3 separate regions of the Mus musculus genome follow, and regions 2 and 3 are each linked to region 1. A link is a contact called in public HiCAR-type and promoter capture Hi-C data. All regions are on one chromosome and are shown on one strand. Each heading gives the region's core, a stretch centred on a gene start, on an enhancer-like site or on the middle of the called end of the contact. The rest is flanking DNA. Distances are from core to core; before and after follow the strand shown.

Evidence for each region. HiCAR-type assays count read pairs that join an accessible place to other places. Capture Hi-C pulls out chosen DNA fragments and counts their contacts.
Region 2: a contact with region 1 is called in a HiCAR-type map of astrocytes, with 6 times the contacts expected there. The contact joins the promoter of Trmt5 here to the promoter of Rhoj in region 1.
Region 3: a promoter capture Hi-C map of pancreatic islet shows a contact between it and region 1. The contact joins the promoter of Six1 here to the promoter of Rhoj in region 1. A contact is called at or near these places in 1 of 39 promoter capture datasets (hippocampal neurons) and 2 of 9 other capture datasets (embryonic tail and pancreatic islet).

The regions. Positions count from the first base shown.
Region 1 is chr12:75,306,058-75,310,124 of GRCm38.p6, reverse strand. Rhoj (ras homolog family member J) reads right to left here and starts at 1,812. Exons shown (of 5, transcript NM_023275.2): 1 at 1,124-1,812. The coding sequence starts at 1,301.
Region 2 is chr12:73,284,729-73,288,664 of GRCm38.p6, reverse strand. It overlaps Trmt5 (TRM5 tRNA methyltransferase 5), which reads left to right and starts at 1,954. Exons shown (of 5, transcript NM_029580.3): 1 at 1,954-1,981; 2 at 3,390-3,936. The coding sequence starts at 1,977. Slc38a6 (solute carrier family 38, member 6) reads right to left here and starts at 1,817. Exons shown (of 16, transcript NM_001037717.3): 1 at 1,633-1,817; 2 at 142-272. The coding sequence starts at 1,740.
Region 3 is chr12:73,045,018-73,048,984 of GRCm38.p6, reverse strand. It overlaps Six1 (sine oculis-related homeobox 1), which reads left to right and starts at 2,273. Exons shown (of 2, transcript NM_009189.3): 1 at 2,273-3,118. The coding sequence starts at 2,559. Gm51264 (predicted gene, 51264) reads right to left here and starts at 3,100; the gene lies at 3,037-3,100.

The DNA.
Region 1 (4,067 bases), core at 563-3,062:
CTGCGAATCCCTCCCCTGTCAGCTGTGTACCACTGCTGCAAATAGGTCCACTTAAAAGGAAGGGAAGATGGGGGTGGGGGGAGCCCTCCAGAGAGGATGACAAGCGTCTGCTTCCTATGGAGGGAGGATTTCAAATGGCCACACAGCAGAGCTCCAGGCTGACTTCCTGTGAGGGCTTCCTTTAGGCTGATCCTGATCCCAAGCCAAGGTGAAGAGAGAGACATTTCCCTTCCACCAGACCCCAGAGCTCTGATAACTCAAGGGCAATCGATCGAAGTGTTCAAAAGCACTATAAAACTGAGGCCACAGTAAGTCCAAGGCAACGGGTCAGTTCACATAGGGGAAGCTTAGGGGTGGCAGCTATGTCAAGAAACAAGGCATGATGCTGACTGACATCACCACAAACCTTCAAACCCTCAAACACTAAAACTCCCCTGAAAGGATTAAGTTGTGACTACAGCATCGGGGTGATCACGGTTTAAAATACTAGATACTCAAATTTGTCTTTTCAGGACATAGTTGAAAACGATTTAATTGCATTTGAATTTTTTACTTTAAAAAACATAGCCATCTTTTACTTAATTTTCCACTTAGTATTTAAAAGCGTGGGACACTTTTCTCCTTATCTACCATCCCAGAAGAGTGAAAGTACAAAATTTAAGCCCCAAGTAATCCAGGAAAAAAAAAAAAGAAGGTTTTATTAGCTGGTTCTATTAGCCGTTTGATCATGACTAGCATGGAGTAGAAAAAGTTTAGAGAGTAGAACACTTTCCATGTGTCTAGCGGTGATTTTTTTAAAATGGAATATTTTGCAATACACTACACTTCAAAAAAAAATAATTACCGTGAAAAGTTGAAGAAAGTTTAGGCAAAAATGTTGAGAAACATTTCTGGAGGATATTTCCCCAGGATTGCACATTTGTTTCAATAGGAGAAGCATGTGAATGGATGTACAGGGTCTCCGCAGGATCCTAGCACCATTCTTGATGGAGTTACCTGGTACCTGCCAGATCCACATCAGTCTGTGACTTTCTGGCGAAAGCCAGGTCCCTCTGAACGCTAGGTAGCTGTGCCCAGAACCCCACCGCTCATCTAGACGGAGTTGGTCCCCACGCTTTCCTACCTGCGTAGTGGTCAAACACAGTGGGCACGTATTCCTCTGGGAAGGCGTCGTTGGCGTAGCTCATCAGCAAGCAGGTCTTCCCCACCGCGCCGTCCCCGACCACCACGCACTTCAGGATCCTGTTCTCCTCATGTCCATTGCAGCCGCAGCTGCTGTCGGTCCTCTCTCTGCAGCTCATGTTGGCGGCTCCCGCAGCAGCTGCTGGGGCTTCTGCAGTGCATGGAGCGGTGGCACCGGCCCCAGGCTGGAGCTCAGGCGGCCTGACTCTGGCTGGCCGGGCTCTCCCAGGCACAGCCCAGACACACTCGAGCCCCGCAGCTCACCATGCTGGAGAAGGAAGGCACTCTTGGGAGGAGGGATGAAAAGGGTCTGTCCCTTTCTCCCAATCCCAACGGAGAAGTGGAGTTGGGGGTAGAGCTGGAGTTAAGAAACTCTCATGTCCATAGACTTCCCGGGACTTCCTGGCAGTCTAGAAATATCAGCAGCCCGTGAGAATCTCACTCTACCCTCCCCATCCCCAGCCTGGCTAATGACACGGTGGGATTTGGATAACTCCTGCCCGGTTTTCCACCACACAACTAATATGGAGGAGAGAAGGGCTTTTAAACGGAGTTTCCCCCCCCTCGCTTCCTCCAGCTTGCCGAGTGTCAGGAAATCGTGGGTTTCCTGCTGCATTCCATATTAGGATCAGTGGGCCGGGGAAGGCGGCAACAATGGGGCTCTGTGCGTGTGTTTGGACTTCTGGGGAACCAGGCCAGGACACGGAGAGGGGAAAACACTAGGGGTCCTGCAGCCAGCTTAAGCTGTCAAACTTCCTGCTTTATCCCCTGCTAGCTAGCCAGGCTGCTGGCTTGTGGCTGGGAAGAAGCCAAAGAAGAAAGGATGGAACCCGGGGAGCAGTGTCTGCCGCGGAAACTAGGGAGAGGACTGAGTTTGAGAGCTTGAGGGAGCTGAGAGGACCTCATAGGGATTGCAGGCTAACATATGACGTCATCCTCCCTCCCTGACTCACCAGTTCAAATCGACAGTTTTTTTTTCCCTTAAACGAGAATCTCAAGCAATTCTTTTCCGCAACAAGGAAGGAAATCTTCCAGAGTCACACGATTTTGAAGAGGGGGGAACGTTGTGCAGGTTGTAGGTATATTATGAGTGACCAAGTTTACAAGTCTGTGTTTGAGCACAATGCTCAAATATACATTTCAGACTCCCCAAAACAACCCCAATGATTTTTTTTTAAACAGAGGAAATCAATCAGATATTGGGCTCAATCAGATATGCTGAGCTCAGGACTCACACTTTTGGAAGTGAGAGAGAGAGGCACATAGTGTGGCCTTTTGGCTTGGTTAGAGTCTCTAATGCTGTGTATGCATAGAGGCTTCTCCTTTTCTTCGAATCATCTCCCCCTGGGTAGGCCCAGCTCTCCTCAATGACACAGGCGCATAGCAGCCAGTTTGGTGCCTGAGAACGAAGCCCCATTTGATAATGGACAACGTGAACCTACAAATGATTTTGACGAATGGGTTAAAGTAAAAAAAACCCTTTGCTTTCCTATGAGATTTTGAAGATTGCAGATTATCTAAGGGCTTTGAGCGGTTTCACTGTGGCCGGGACGGGGAAAAGTCAGCTTTAGTGACTGTCAGTAACTTAGGTACCTACAACTCATGTGCATGCTGTCAAGGTACAGAGTCCACACCTCTTCTGTTTTGAATAGAGTAAAACTTGCCATGATGCTTGGTGCCCCAACATTTCTTTCCTATGAAAGAAAAACATTTCAATTAGGTATAGAGTGTATCAGGGATGTTATGTTACCATAACAATAATCCCCAAAGTTCAGAATTCGAAATAACTTTCTCTTTCTTCCTTCCTTCCTTCCTTCCTTCCTTCCTTCCTTCCTTCCTTCCTTCCTTCCTTTCGTTCTTTCTTTCTTTCTTTCTCTCTCTCTCTCTCTCTCTCTTTCTTTCTTCTTCTTCCTCCTCCTTTTCCTCTTCCCTCTTCTTTTCCTCCTTCCTTCCTTTCCTCCTCCTTTTTCTCCTCCCCTTCTCCTCCCCTCCTTCTCCTCTGCACCCTCCGTTTCCTTCTCCTCCACCTCCTTTTCCTCTTCCTCTTCCCTTTTCTCCTCCCTCCTTTTTCTCCTCCCCCTCCCCCTCCCCCCCTCCTGTGTATCTTGTATACAGCATTGTTCTTTTTATTCAGGGTTGGGGCTGATTGAACTGTCATGCACACCATGGCAGGTGAGGAAATGGACATGGAGAAACTCTGGCTCTGTTTTCTTTAGGAAGTGACCCTCTGCTAACATTCCCTGGCCAGAACAAGTTGCACGCTTATAGGGGCTCAACTGAAGGGTCAGAAGCATCATCCTACCCTGAGCTGGGAGGGAAGTACCACACACTGATGAACAGCTTGAATGACAGACAGAGATCACTTATTTGACTCTACTTGGAGTGTAAATGGATCATATGAAGCCCCGTTGTGAAGCACGTGAAGGCCCCCACAGTTGCCTGTAGTTGGTGTAATTTTATTTCCAGTTAGTCTTTCTGGGGACCGCAGGGTATGCAGGGAATTGTAATTTAGAAACTTCTGTTATACTTTTGATAGAAGGCTTTGAGGATGAAGGAGGTAGTCACACAAACCTGTGCAGGTTAAAAGGTGATTGATTGGCAGTGCAAACATCCCTTCTCCCCCAAACTTAAAAGACCCCCAAACCTGCTGCTTGGAAGTGAACAGGATCTTCCGAGCACAATGTGATGATACAGTGGTTGGCAGAGCTGTGAGCAGGGTCTTCCTTGGCCTTTAGGCTGAGAGTGGCAGAACCTACACCTGCACACTATAGATATCGGCTATAGAGGCTTTTGGTGAGGTTGCTATTTCCATGTGTAACTAAATCTTGCACCATGGGGCACAGACAGTTAAGTCCATTCTTATGGTCATGCGGACTTTGTACTGC
Region 2 (3,936 bases), core at 705-3,204, 2.0 Mb after region 1:
CTAGATAGGCACAAGGGGAACAAAACAGCATTAAAACCCCAGAAGTAATCCAACTAGAAATTGTAGACCGGTAACTTCTGGAATCAAAATTCCTTATCAAAATGGAACCGTGTGATGACAAAATATGGAAACAGGCCTCACCTAAATCCAAGGATACCCGTGTTAGCCATCACATACGCCAAACCAAGGATGCCGCTTCCCATGATGGCGTTCATCACGTTAAAGACGGAGAGACCAAAGGAAGCACCGGAGGATCCCTGCCTGTGAGGTTCCTGGAAACACACCATTTACCCACATTAAATGCCTGAGGAAGGAAGTTAAAGTGTGCTGAGCCATTCTACACACTTGAGGAATCGTGTGAACACTAATTAACCAGGACGTGGCTAGTTCTTTCGCCCATGTAACACAGGCTAGTCTCATTGGAGAAGAGGGGATCTCAATTGGGAGAATGCCCTAAAGAGACTGGCCAAGACACGGCCTGTTTTAGGTGGGGGCATCCCTGAGCAGGCAGGCCTTCCTGGGGATGAAGGAGAGCAAACTGAGCAAGCCAGTAGGGGCAAGTCAATATTTCCTCCGGGTCTCCCGTTTCAGTTTCTGCCTCCAGATTCCTGCCCTGACTTTCCTTCAAGACGGACTGTAGCTGTAAGATGAAATAAGCCCTTCCCTTCCCAAGTTGCTTTCCGTCATAGGAGTTATTACCCCAAGGAAAAGCACATTTGGACATAACACTTGTTCCTTTCCCTCCGTTCTGACCTATTGGTGCAACTCAAGGAAACGAGTCTTCCAGGAAAATTACTTCCTCCCATGCAGGGCCCAGCTGGCTTCAGTGGGAGCCACAGCCTTGTGACTTCAAGAGATCAAGATAGGGTGGAGACAGAGGAGGAACGGGCCTCAGTCACGTGCTTCCTGAAGAATCCCAGTGTCAGCATGGAACTTCTGTCCCTAACTCTTCTTCCTCAAGTACGAGGACCGCAATAAACTAACCTTTTGTTTATATGCCTAATGAATTAAGTCGATTAGCAGGAATATCTTACAGGGACAACATAAACCAAACCATCAGCTGTTACAGTCCAGGGATTCATAAAAAGTGGAGTGGCAGGACTGGAAAGCAGCTCTGAGTTAGGGAGTTTTTCTAGCATGCCCAAGGCCCTCCTAGGCTGGACATTCAAGACCGAAGAGGCTCCGGGGCCCCCGGGCACACACAGCCCACTACACCGGCTTTAGGTTAAGGACGAGCAATGTGCACATTACCAGAGACCTCTCCTCATCTTCACTTACAGGGACTTGAGTATTAAAGTGCCTATAGCTCATCTTTCCCTTGGCCCCATGATTAAATCCAGAAAAGAAACATCGTGTGATGTTCTTGCAAGACCTCACAAGGCTAGAGGAGACAGAGGCGACAATGACACAAAGCAATGGTGAGTCACAAAACCGAGGCTCATCCCGCTGGTGTTCCAAGCCTCTCACTATTGACTGAGTGCTCCATGCTGCTGCCACATTCCAAACTCGCCTGGGGTCAGTGGTTCGGGCCCCACCCCAGGGTCAGTCCCCTGCAGTCCAAGGCTCCTCTTGCAAGCCCTGAAAGATACCGAAGCGCACAGGAACCCAGCGCAGCCAGTAAAGCCCACTTACGTTGCTTAGCAACGGACTCCACTCGTCTGCAGCCACCGCCTCCTCTGGCTGCTGGGCAGAGACGTACCAGCCTGGCTCCGCTTGGATGCTGTGCCGGGACGCCTGCATGGTGCTCCGCGACCGACTGCTAAGTAAATCACGGAGCCGCTTCCCCTAACCCCAAGCGCCCCGGCTGAGCGGCTTCAGAGGCGGAGCTACGGGCTTGGCCCTTCCGGGCTCTCGTAGCAAATCGCGGGCCCGGAAGAGAGGTGCGAGTCCACAGGGTCGGACTCTACGCTGCCTTCGCGGCCAGCAGTGATGACGTCACCAGCCTCCGACGCCCTATTTCCGAGCTGCACCAGAGCATGAGGTGAGGGGTTCGGGTCTGAAGCCGGCCTCGGGTGACGCTGGCCCTGGAAAGGTGCAGCTGGTGAGGGGGCAGTAGTGTCCCGGGTGATGTAGAAAACCTGACGGTACCGCGGCGGGACTCGTGCTCTTCTTTCTTGCCCAATGAGCGCAAAAAGGCCACCAGGTCATTCATCTCCTTGTCCACCGGCCGCTAAGCCGAGGCCGGAGCCCTTGGGTAGGGGGCTGGTCAAATGCATGGTGAGGGCTGATGCACCCAGTGGTAGGATTGGATAGCATGAGAAGTGCCGGGATTAGGTTCCCATTACCACAAAAATCTTTTCATAGTTTAAACCACATATTACAGATGGAAAACGGACGCCTACATTTACTTCAAACAACACAGTAAAGCCTTGTCAAAATACTGAAGCTTTTAGTTATAGGCATGGCATATGGCAGTACACTATGATAGACATCCTAACAGTATACTAAGGTCATATGGGAAGGGACAAATCTCATGTATCCAGACCAACCTGGAGGATGACTTTAATTTCTGATCTGCTTTCTGAGTGCCTGCACCACTGTGCCCAGGCTATGTAGTGCTGAAAGCCCATGAATTTGCTTGTGCTTGCTAGGTACACTTCTAGCTAAACTGTATCCCCAGCTTTCAGGTCATTTTTAACCAAGCTTTTGTTTTTTTTTTTGTTTGTTTGTTTGTTTGTTTGTTTTTGAGGTCTGGTCTCAAATGCATCCCAGGCTGGCCTTGAACTTTTAATCCTCCTATTTCCTCATGCTGAGATTACAGGTAGGCACCACCATGCCTGATATTATGTGCTGTTAGGGATGACCCCAGGACCTCATGCGTGCTAGGCAAGCTTTCTACCAGTGAGCTACATTTTAAGACCTTAATGAACGTTTAAGCCTTGCCAAGCCACTTAGCAGCCACATAACTTTGGGTGATTAACTTACCCCTTAGCTTACAAACTTCATAACACAGCTTCTGATACAACAGCCCGTTGAATAAATAAAATAAGATCTCCTAAGAATATCCCAGTAAGTATTACCATTGGTGGCATCACATATAGTGATCATTTCATTTAGAGATGACCCTTAACTCAAATTTCATACTTCCTATTCTATGTGTATTCTGTCGAAATTTGTGAGCAGAGTTCTTTGGGTATAGGGAGATTGCTAGACCACTAATTTTTCTGTTATAGGGGCAAATAGACTGAAAATGCAAATGTATTATTTACCAGGGACAGTGATCATTCTAACCTGCAAGAGAGACTGCCCTCCCTTGCCATCCAAACCTTTTGTCAGCACTTGGCAGGTGACTTGAAAGATAATTTATATTTTCATCCTCAAAAGCCATTGTGAATGTGTTCACATGTAGCTTGATGGTGTTTGGTGTTTTGTTTTGTTATTTTCCCCAGAATCGTATGGAAGCTATTTGGATTCTCAAGAAGACTTTTGCAAGTGGAATGGTGTCACCCCAGTGAATCAATATTGTTGTTTACCCTGGTGCCGAGACTTAGGAAAGCGCCTTCTGTTTTCTTGTTGGGTCAAAGACAAGGACTCTCAACCATGCCAGAAATAGAAGCAAGTGTGAGAGATAGTGAATTATTTTCACCACCCTCTGACGTTCGAGGAATGAGAGAACTTGATAGAACAGCTTTTAAGAAGACAGTGTCCATCCCTGTGCTTAAAGCGAGGAAAGAAGTAGTCAACAGATTGATGCGAGCCCTCAGGAGAGTAGCCCTGCAGCGCCCGGGCATAAAGCGAGTGATTGAGGATCCCAAGGATGAAGACAGTAGGCTGATCATGTTGGACCCCTACAGGATGCTTACTGCTGATTCCTTTGACAAAGCAGAACTCGGAGTTTTAAAAGAACTTGATGTCAGCCCACAGTTATCCCAGTACAACTTGGAACTAACATATGAAAATTTTAAGTCAGAAGAAATTTTGAAAGCTGTGCTTCCT
Region 3 (3,967 bases), core at 1,024-3,523, 2.3 Mb after region 1:
TCTCTACGAAGACAGTTAATTACAAATTATCTGCTGTACTCAACTGACGGCTTTGCCTTTTAAGAGATGTGGTTGTGCTTATAACCCTCTTCCCATTTTAATTGTGCACACTTGTTCCAGACTTTAGGGTACTGATTTTGAGAGCCCGTATAAGTCCCCATTCTGGTCCTCACACAGCTGCCATGTCAATAAGGACTGTTCCAAGCAGAGACATTCCTCTTGGCAGGACACTACAGTTCCCCAAGACTTCAACTGAAACGTCATGAGCACTAAAATAAGACAGCGAGGGAAAATTACCAGGCACACAGCCTTGGGCTCAGCAGTGCCAGGCTTCCAGTTTAGAAAGTAAGTCATCAGGCATACCATGTGGCAGGAGCTCTTTTGAAATGATAAATACCATTAAATGCATTTTATATATTTAAAAAAAAAACCCAAGCCTAAATGTAATGACATATCAGCATCTGCTTCCAAGGTTTAATTGCTCAGGGTAGACGGAGTTTCAAGGAAGCAGAAAGCCTTGTGTGGGAGCTCATCAGAGAAGAGGTTTTCTGGCTACTTACAATCTCTCCAGGGAAACAGCCCTGAGGTGGGAACCCTTTATGATGTTGAAAGGCATGTAGCAGGGTGCACTGAACTGGGTGCATTTTTTAAAAAAACATCTAAATAATACAAAGGGAATCCCTTCTCTCACTTGGATCTCAAAATGCAAAGAGTTCTTTGGCTGATGGAATCAAACCACGGCAAGGAGACAAGCTAGTTTGAAGAGCCCAGTGTTTGCTCCCTGCCACTCCCTAAGAGGGCACACCGGAATCAAAAGCATTTTTGAAGTGTACTTAAAATTCTGTTTTCAACTTATCTAATCAGAGATAAGTATAGTCATAAAGTCACTCTCCCTCCACCTTCCCTTATCTCCACCCATTGTTCTTATCTCTTGCTTGACTTAGCCACTGACAATAGATTATCTTTGTTTAGAGAGGCTAATTGTTTTTGAAATCTTTTTAATAATTGCTTTGGAACAAGGTGTGCAAATGAGGCTTAAGTTAATTACAGCTTCATTTGTCTGTGCAGTTTTACTAAGCATTCTCCCCACAGAAACAAAATAGCAGATGATGGAACTTAAATTGCAGGACACATCTCATTGGCTGGCAGTAAAATAGGCCAGCATTGCAAACACACACACACACACACACACACACACACACACACACACTTTATTTAATCTTCTTGGAGCCACTGTGGTTCTAGCTTAGAGGGCAGTGTCCCTCTCAGAGCAGGGCAAGGATTATGTTACAACCAGACAGTTATTGGAGCTGGGCGCAGTTTTATTTAATTTACACCCCATTCAGCGCCTTTTGCATGAGGTTCCCCAATTTTTTTTTTTTTTTTTGCTAATGGCAAGTAAAGCTTTTCAGCATCCATCGGTAGCAGGGGTTGCTTTGAAAAAACGCAACCGTACAACTGGGGAAACTGAGTCCAGAAGTCTATGGACAGCAAGATTCTAAATTGCAGATGAAGCCCTGGTGTCTCTATGCTACAGTGCCAGGGTCAACCCTTCTGATCCCTCTTCTAGAGGCACTTTGAGAATGAGGGGAATGTTGCCCAGATCAGAGTCCTTGAGACCTTTAGGAGGTGTTAGGAGTTAGGAAGAGAAAGGGTGTAGGAGTTGGGGGGTGGGGGTGGGGGTGGGGGTGGGGGGCTAGGTTTGTCTTCACCTCCAGGAACCAAACCTGGAAGAAGCCACTTTCAGAGTGCTTGCAGCACAGAACCCTAGTCTCCTTTTGTATTATTTATCTCATTCCATAAGCTATTCATCAATCCATTATTTATTCATCTTAACATTAAGGTAATTAAATATGAGCTCACCGGGAAAAGCCAAGACTGCAAGAGACAGGGCTAAGAATATGGAGAAGAGGGTCATTAGAACGTCTGCAGCCATTGATTTGTGCTGCGTGAGGCTCCCCTTAGGTGACACCAAAGAGGGCGCCGCTTCGCAAGGTCCTGACTTGGTCACCACCCTTTTCAGCACCCCAGTTCCCTCCTCCCGACCCCACCTCACTTCCCACCTCTCCGGGTCCTTCTCCTCCCACCACTTCTTATCCTAGGCAGCACTCGGTAGCTTCGCCCTCCCCACGCGGGGCGGCAGGGTGGCGCGGCTTTGCTGCCGGGCCGGGCGGCGCGCAGGCTGGCCAGCTTCGGATAGGCGCCGCTCGCAGCCAATCAGCGTGTCGGGGACGCTGCGCGCTTTAAGGCCGCTGCGGGGAGAACAGAAACCAAGTTCCCCGGCAACCAGCAGCATCCACCCGGCGGCAGGCGGGAGCCAGCGAGGCCCAGAAGGCTGTAGAGAACGCCAGCCACTCGGAGTCTAGCTCACCCCTACTTCTCTTCGTCTTCCTTGGCCTCCCACCCGCCGAGGTTCGACTGGTCTCTTCGCCCGCGCCAAGGCTAGGGAGGGGGTTAGGAGCAGCCGCGCCCCCCTCCCCGCGGCAGCCGCCCCCTGCTCTCCCAGCTCTGCTCACTGCCGCGTGCGCCCGGGCCCGTGCGCCCCGGCAGCGCCAGCCATGTCGATGCTGCCGTCGTTTGGTTTTACGCAAGAGCAAGTGGCGTGCGTGTGCGAAGTTCTGCAGCAAGGAGGGAACCTGGAACGCCTGGGCAGGTTCTTGTGGTCGTTGCCCGCCTGCGATCACCTGCACAAGAACGAGAGCGTGCTCAAGGCCAAGGCGGTGGTCGCCTTCCACCGCGGCAACTTCCGCGAGCTCTACAAGATACTGGAGAGCCACCAGTTCTCGCCTCACAATCACCCCAAACTGCAGCAGCTGTGGCTGAAAGCGCACTACGTGGAGGCCGAGAAACTTCGCGGCCGACCCCTGGGTGCCGTGGGCAAATATCGGGTGCGCCGAAAATTCCCGTTGCCGCGGACCATCTGGGACGGCGAGGAGACCAGCTACTGCTTTAAGGAGAAGTCTCGGGGCGTGCTGCGGGAGTGGTACGCGCACAACCCCTACCCCTCACCGAGGGAGAAACGGGAGCTGGCCGAGGCCACCGGCCTCACCACCACCCAGGTCAGCAACTGGTTTAAGAACCGGAGGCAAAGAGACCGGGCCGCCGAGGCCAAGGAAAGGTACGCGGCGTGCTTGCCCAGGCTCGGGTGACCCCGGGAAGTTTCACCCTTCGCTCCCTTCTGCCCCCCGCAGGCGTCGCCACCAGCTTCCTACCCGCCGCCACCCGGCAGAGGTCCGTGGGGCGGCACCCCGGCCTCGGCGACGCTGCTGTGAAGGTTCATGAACTCTTGAGGTTGCCTGTTAGGGACTGGGTCGCGTTTGCGTGGAGCACTCGCGCGTGGGTTTCTTTGGTGAGGGAAAGTGTGGGGAACGGTCGGCGTTGGGTTTGTTTCATGCCCTCCGGGCTGGCTCCGGCGAAGAGAAGGGATGGCCAGGGAGTTTGTAGATCAGAGGAAACGGGGGTATTGCTTGGTATCGCGAGGGAAGCTGTTCGGTACGGCGGAAGGTCTCGAACCTCCGCTCTTTCGCTCCGTCTTGAAGCTGGTCTGAGTCGAACGCTCGGCCCCCAGTACCTCCCGGCTCTCTGCTCATTCTCTCCGGCTAGTCTATGGAGGAGAGTTCTGCTTCATTTCGCGCTAGTTGGACAAAGGGAGGAGTCTTGTAAAAAGAAATACCCTGGAAAGGGGACACTGGGGGTGTCGCTGCTGGGTGTCCTATCAGAGGCCCCAAGCCGGGAGAAGACTGCCGCCTGCCGCGCTCCCTCATGCTTGGCCGGGTTGCTTTCGCTGGCCCCGCCGCCGCCGCTGCGGGCGAGGAGAAGGGCTCCAGTCGCTGGCTTCCCCCTCCCGGGAGCACGGAAGCAAAGCTTTAAAAAAAGAAAAGAAAAGAAAGAAAGAAAAAGAAAGAAAGGGGAAAAGTCTCCCTTCTCCCCTCCTCTCCTCTCGCAGACGCGGCGGTTCCTCGGCCCG